2 separate regions of the Ovis aries genome follow, and region 2 is linked to region 1. A link is a contact called in public Hi-C data. All regions are on one chromosome and are shown on one strand. Each heading gives the region's core, a stretch centred on a gene start, on an enhancer-like site or on the middle of the called end of the contact. The rest is flanking DNA. Distances are from core to core; before and after follow the strand shown. Region 1 holds the start of TMEM192 (transmembrane protein 192). Region 2 holds the start of MSMO1 (methylsterol monooxygenase 1).

What was found. Hi-C and Micro-C count contacts between places; a contact is called where the count stands out from the background.
Region 2: a contact with region 1 is called in a Hi-C map of tail adipose tissue, with 3 times the contacts expected there. The contact joins the promoter of MSMO1 here to the promoter of TMEM192 in region 1. A contact is called at or near these places in 3 of 16 Hi-C or Micro-C datasets (blood, omental adipose tissue and tail adipose tissue).

Annotation. Positions count from the first base shown.
Region 1 is chr17:394,542-397,871 of ARS-UI_Ramb_v3.0, reverse strand. TMEM192 (transmembrane protein 192) reads left to right here and starts at 1,508. Exons shown (of 5, transcript XM_027980300.3): 1 at 1,508-1,582. The coding sequence starts at 1,574.
Region 2 is chr17:714,178-717,507 of ARS-UI_Ramb_v3.0, reverse strand. It overlaps MSMO1 (methylsterol monooxygenase 1), which reads right to left and starts at 1,477. Exons shown (of 6, transcript XM_027980306.2): 1 at 1,347-1,477.

The DNA.
Region 1 (3,330 bases), core at 259-2,758:
AATGCACTTCTAGACAAAGCTCTTGAGATATAATTCATAGTGTCTCAGAAAACTTTACAGATTTAAAGTTGCCTTGAGATTTTAAAGATCAAAAGTTCATCTTTTATTTTGTTGTTGCTCAGTTGCTAAGTTCAACTGTCTGTGACCTCATGGACAGCAGAAAGCTGGGCTACCCTGTCCTTCACTACATCCCTGAATTTGTTCAAACTCATAGCTATCAAGTTGGTGATGCCATCCAACCATCTCACCCTCTGTTGCCCCCTTCTCCTCCTGCTCTCAATCTTTTCCAGCAACAGAATCTTTTCTAATGAGTCGGCTCTTCACACCAGGTGACCAAACTGTTGGAGCTTCAGCTTCAGCATCAGTCTTTCCAATGAATATTCAGGTTGATTTCCTTTAGGATTGACTGGCTTGATCTGCTTGCTCTTCCATCTTTTTCTTGGCTGATACGTAAATAATTTTATTTCAACAATGGTATAAACAAGATTACACCATACACAATGTACAAATAAGCATTAAAAAGTATGAAAGTTTATTACTACAATATAACAATAGAATGGGGGCTGATATTGACAACATTTTTAACTTTCTTAACACTTTAACCAGGCTTCCCTGGTAGCTCAGAGGTTAAAGCGTCTGCCTCCAATGCGGGAGACCTGGGTTTGATCCCTGGGCTGGGAGTTCCCCTGGAGAAGGAAACAGCAACCCGCTCCAGTATTCTTGCCTGGAGAATCCCATGGTCGGAGGAGCCTGGTAGGCTACAGTCCACGGGGTCGCAAAGAGTCAGATACGACTGAACAACGTCACTTTCACGTTTTAACAAACGATAGTGTAGTCTCAGAAAAATGCCATAAAATTTCTTGTTCAATTTCACTTGGAATAAAAAGTCCAACCCCCCCCCCCCAAAAAAAAAAAAACCCCTTATTTCCTCCTTTCCCACTGGTGAAATCATTAACTGTGTCCTCGAAAACAGTTTTTATTCTGTTTGTGTTCCTCTGATGGTGGAGTTTTGTGCTATCAATGAAAACCTGGGATTCTACCGCGGGTCCTATGCACAGGTCTACGCTGCAAACAATAACTAAAGAAAGCCGAGAAAAAATAATGCTTTATAAAGAAGCAGCTGACGGCCAAAAGTAGTTCAATTATTGGACTTAGAACGCATCCATTAGCGCCCAAATCTCTGGCCAACCTAGGACACTAGCGCAGGTTTCGCAGTCCGTAGGCACCGCAGCGTTCCCAGAGCCAGCGGCCTCCCAGGGAGGGACTTCGGGAAGGGTCACTCCCCCTTTCTCCTTGGCCATTCGGGATCGAGGTATTGGATCAGCCCCCTCAGAGTCTACCAATAGTAAGCAAGAGGCGGGACCAATCACTCCTGCCCCTCTGCCAATCGAGGGCGAGGGGCGGGCCTGGGACTGCCGCCGGAAGCAGGGCCCTGGAGCGAGGAGGAGGGGCCCGCCTCTACGCTTCGGCCAATTGAAAGCAAAGGGTGGGTCCCAGGGCGTGTCCCGGAAGGCGGCGCGGGCTCAGGTGCGGAGGCTGGGCGGCCCGGCTGCGGCCTCCGGCGGCCGGCAGTATGGAGGACGTGAGTGCTCAGTGGCAGGTGGCGAGCCACCGGCCCGCATACCCCTCCTCTGATGCTGGGCGCCCTGGGCAGAGACGGGGTTGGGAACAGACTTGGCGGAGGGGATCCTTCTGCGCGCGGTTACCGGGCTGCGGTTTGTGGGAGGAGGCGCAGGGGCGCCGGCGGGGTCCGCGCCTTGCTGGCCCTGGGCTTATTTTCTCGTCACAGGAAGCAGGAGGGGCGCCCAGCCCTTGCGGTCGCGTGTCGGGTCCCAGAACTGGGGAGGCCAGCGATGCGCGCATGGCCTCGGGCGCAGGAGCGAGTCCACCTCCTCTTGGCCTCCGGCCTTGGCTCTGAGGGCAGATCTGTCGCTATCATCACACGGAAACCCGCATTGGAGACAAACAATATGATGTTTTAAATGGAGGCCTGGTAGGAGTGAAGGGATTTTTAAATCTTAAGTGGATCCAAACAGGATTATTAGAAGCCACTGCACTAGTTACAGTGTACAGAGTGCAGCGTAACTGTAAAAGTCTTTGCTTGAGGGTATTAAAACATTTTTAGGAAAAGCATGTATTTGTGCCCAGAATTAACTGGATTACCCATTGAATTACAAAATTCTTGCTCTTGAGAAAATGCAAAGTTAATAGTTATATTAAAGCACTGATTTAAGTTAATAAATTAATAGGCATATTACTGTGATCCTGCCGCTGAATGAGATGCATCACGCAAGACACTTGAAATACAATTCCAGCCCTACAGTACCTTAGATTCTTGTGCAAATAGTGACCATAGTTCAATTATCTTGACTAAATAAAGACCAAACAATTTCTAATGATAGGACTAAAACCCATGTTTTTTACACTATGAGAAAGTGGAAAGCTAACTGTAACACCTGAAAGTGGATTTGAGATTCATATATTTAAAGAAAAATTGATTGTTTTTGAATTTTTAAAGGGTGAGATTCATGAATTGAAAATATGTGGAGAAAATGAGTATCTAAATGGAAAATGAGACTCATAAAAATGTGTGCAGTAAATGCTTCTTGCTTGGTGCTAAGCTGCCTCCAGGTTCTTGGATCTGTAACTTTTAGCTTTAGGATTAGTACAATCCTAGAAATTTGTTTCACCAGAAGATTGGAGAGTAATGTTTCACCAATATCTACATAGCTAGGTTACTTTAGGTATGAACAATTGCCTACCTTTGGTATTTGTGGATATGATTTCTCCCACCCAAGAGAAAGCTAAAAACTATGTGCCATGTCCTAGGCCTAAATGAATTAAGAGACAAAAACTTTTTAGTTTGGGTTCTTTGTTTGCAAGCGGGCAAACCAATTTTGGCTACTTTAAGGAAGAAAGGGATTTATTTGAAAGGATATAGGGTAGATGAACACCTAATTCTCTGAAAGGATTCAAACCAGGGCTGCTTAAGGGATCCAGTGACAGGAGTCCTTTCAGAATCTCTTCTGGGATGGATCTATCTCAACCATGGCCTTTTGTTTGCTCTGTTACTCTAAGAGAGAGTTAGATTGGCCTAACCCTTTTTGGTTTCATGACCATCCTTAGACCAGAGGAAGGTGAAGAGCACTGAAGGATATTCCCCTTGAGATTGCAGAGGTAGACTTTGGGTCCCCAAAGGGGAAGTAATAATTGTGACAAAAAAGGGAGGAGATGATGTGGACAAACAACAGGTATCTTTTCCAGGTAGCAGTGTGATTATTTTAAGAGTCTTATTCCTTTCACCGTTCTCTTGCAGATGACAAGTTACAG
Region 2 (3,330 bases), core at 228-2,727, 320 kb before region 1:
AGAAGCATGTAAACTCAAACCTGGAGTCTGGAGGGAAGGCAGTTAAATCTAATTTAACTAGATTAAAAGAGAGTAAAGAGGGTGGGATGGGGTCGATGGGTGGTTTTGAGCAGAAGAAATATCAGTTCTAGAGACTCAACCAGGAGATAAGAAAGGATACAGCACTTTCCCATTTAGTATGTCTGTGGTACAGCTTTTGAGAAAGAAAGGCTCAACAATTGAGGCTGAACAGTTTCCCAGAGATGCTTGATTTACTCCTTCCAACTATTCTACAGTGTCAGGAGTGATCATATCTGTTCCCTGTTGTGAGAATATGCTGATATCCTCTCTCTCTCTCTAAAACCCCAGGTTCTGATTATCCAAAGTACATTGGCCATCTCCAATTTAGGCAGTTTGGAGGCATGGCAAAGTCAACATGTCCCAAAATTCGGCCACTACTCCTTGCAACCCTTCCCACATACTCCCTCCCTACGTACTTAACTTGGTGAACTGATGCCACTATCTACTTAGTCATCTAGGACAGAATTTTCCAGATCTCTATCTCTGCTGCCTGGATTAAGTCTTCAAACACTTCCCAATTTAGAAACAACTGGTTTAATTAACATTCAGGAGTTTACTCTCTAGATTTAAGGGAGGGAAAAGGATACACTACTGCCAACTGAACAAAAGCAAAAAATAGGTATTAAGGAAGAGAGGAGAGGGGAAATAACAAGTGAATTTTATTTCTCTTTTTCATCCTTGCACAATTGGATTGACTTGAGGTCTGCTACAGACTCAGAAAAAAAGAAATGTAGTTGTCTGTGGCTCCCCCCCCCACACACCCACCCAGAAACTTTGAAGTTTCCCTGTCTCTGAGACCTGCAAGCACTGCCTGTTGGCCTTTGCCCGGCCCGGACGCCTGGCACCTCCAAGTGTGCCCTTCTTAAACCCTCCCTCTAAAACACGACGCCAGCATTCATGCAAACAGCAGACGGGGTTCAGCCCTTCGGCAGACCCTTAAAGTTTCAGGGAGTGCCTCCCCACAGATGAAACACCTGGGCCTCTGCTCTCCTTTACTCTCAGCTTTTCGCCCCCACACTCCGTACTGATACACCAAGGTCTCTGACTGTCCTCCGCTTCGGGCCTCTCTGGCCACGAAACAGCATCTCTTGCCGGTATAGCCCTCTGCCCAGTTGCTATTCACCCTTTAGAACCCTTCCAGGACGCCCTTCCCACCCGCGCGCCCCGCCGCGCATACAAACAGATCTTGCTTCTTCCTTTTGTAGAACTCTGGTCACTCTGTCACTCTGGGCTGTGACCACTGCCTGGTTCCGACATTAAGAGATTTCACTCGTTTTCACCAATACCTGCCGCCAGGCCGTCCGTCCCGGCCTCTGTACGCGGGAGCCAACCGAGGACCCTCCACCCCAGTCCCTCACCTTGCGCGCCACCCAGTCTGCAGCCGCCGCCTCCAGAGCTGCGCTAGGCGCTACCACTCGAGAGTCGACGGGCTCCTCCGCCGTTATTGGCTTGCGTGGGCTCCGCCCCGCCTTCTGAGAGCCGTGATTGGCCTACGCAGCTGCCGGCATCGTGTGACTCGAGCGAACGCGGCACTGGAAGCGCGGCCATTGGCTGCTCAGATGGAGTGAGGATCGTGAGAGCTAGGCGTCAGGCCAGTAGCTGGTCCGCCAGCCAGCCTAGGCTGACGCGAGGCCGTGAGACGTCGCCTAGCAACCTCAGCCCCGCCCAGCACTCGCGCCCCTTCCAAGAGCATGCGCACTCGGGGAGTTTGCAGGCGCGCCGGCCCTGAAATCTTTACTATGCGCTGTATTCACTGGCGCCGCTTTAACTCTGTTGCGCCTGAAGTTTAGACCTCTTTCTCGTCCCAACCCCAGTGTCTTTAGATAACACCTGTATGTACGTGGGAAATGGGGAACTCCAAATGCAGCGCGATTCCTGTTTGAGGACGGGAAGCCAAGAGTCGAAGGTTTAGAAGAGACGAGGCGCAGCAGTTGGTTTTGCTGCCAAGGTCGGCCGCCTCCCGCCCCTACGGGGATGCAGAGGTGTGCACGGATGGGGGTAATCCACGAAATTAAGCTTTCGCTTAAGAGAGCCTTTTAAAATTTGCACAAGGGCACTACTCGCTCTCGTTGAAGGCACTTTCTATGCAGGACTGTGCAAACGGGACGCTGTCGCTTCTCATGGCTGTGATCAGACTGGTTCTCGTGCCTAACAGGCCAGGTGCCATCTGCTTTAGGAAATCCCTCAACCCATTCATCTAACTATCCCATGTATTTGACACCCACGTCCTTTGTAAAGTATCATGACAGAAAAGTCATATCAAATGGATAGAAATGGGATCTGTCCCTTGAGTGCTCAGAGCTCTGTCTTCAGGAGGCCTGTTGTATCCTGGGGTAGATGCTGTGTTGCACAGCCTAGGTCTCTTCAGGACTGAAGCAGGCCGTCAGTAACCGAGAATGGGTAAAGCCATTTTCCCATGAAGCATTTTTCTTCCCAGGGGAAGTATAATGGCCCAGACTCGCAACCCAATTTAGGATTTCTTTGATTGGCCCGCTTAGCTCCAGACCCCACCACCTGCTGTCCCATTGACTGAGGTTGTGGGTGTGACTGGGATGCTGCCTACTTTTCCCTCTGCCTAAACATGCTGCACTCTGTTAAGGGAGGATTAAGAGCATATGCCATGGGGTCAGACCTACCAAGCTTTGCCACTCATTAGCAGTGTGCTCTTAGATAATTTACTTCTCAAAATTTTAACCAGTACTTATTAAAGTGGGTATTATAATAGTTTTTTATGACAATAAATGTGACTTGTATGTAAGCCCTTTGCACAGTATCTGGAATACAGGAAGTGCTCAGTAATACTAAGTCGGTTATTATCCCTGACTTAGAGTCCTGCTTACTAAAGATATATTATTTTTAATATTAGAGAAGATGCAAGTATGTGAAAGGGTCAAATGATTATTTTAAATCTTGGAGATTTCGAACTGAAACATAGATATAACTCCAAAGAACAAAACAGAACAGAAATATGCTCATCTCAGTTCCTTCCAGTGAAGAAATGGGAGGCTTCTTCAAACAGGTTAGCTCAAACAGGGCCTCTGTATCAACCTAGAGGGGTGAGATGAGGAGGGAGATGGGAGGGAGGTCCAAAAGGGAGGGGATATATGTATAACTATGGCTGATGCATGTTAAGGTTTGAAAGAAAGCAACAAAATTCTGTAAGGCAATTATCCTTCAGTGAAAAAATAAATTAAAAAAAAAAAAGAAGAAATGGGTGGTTTAGAGAACTTCAACAACAGCGGTAATTTATTGAAACACATCCCTTTGCTG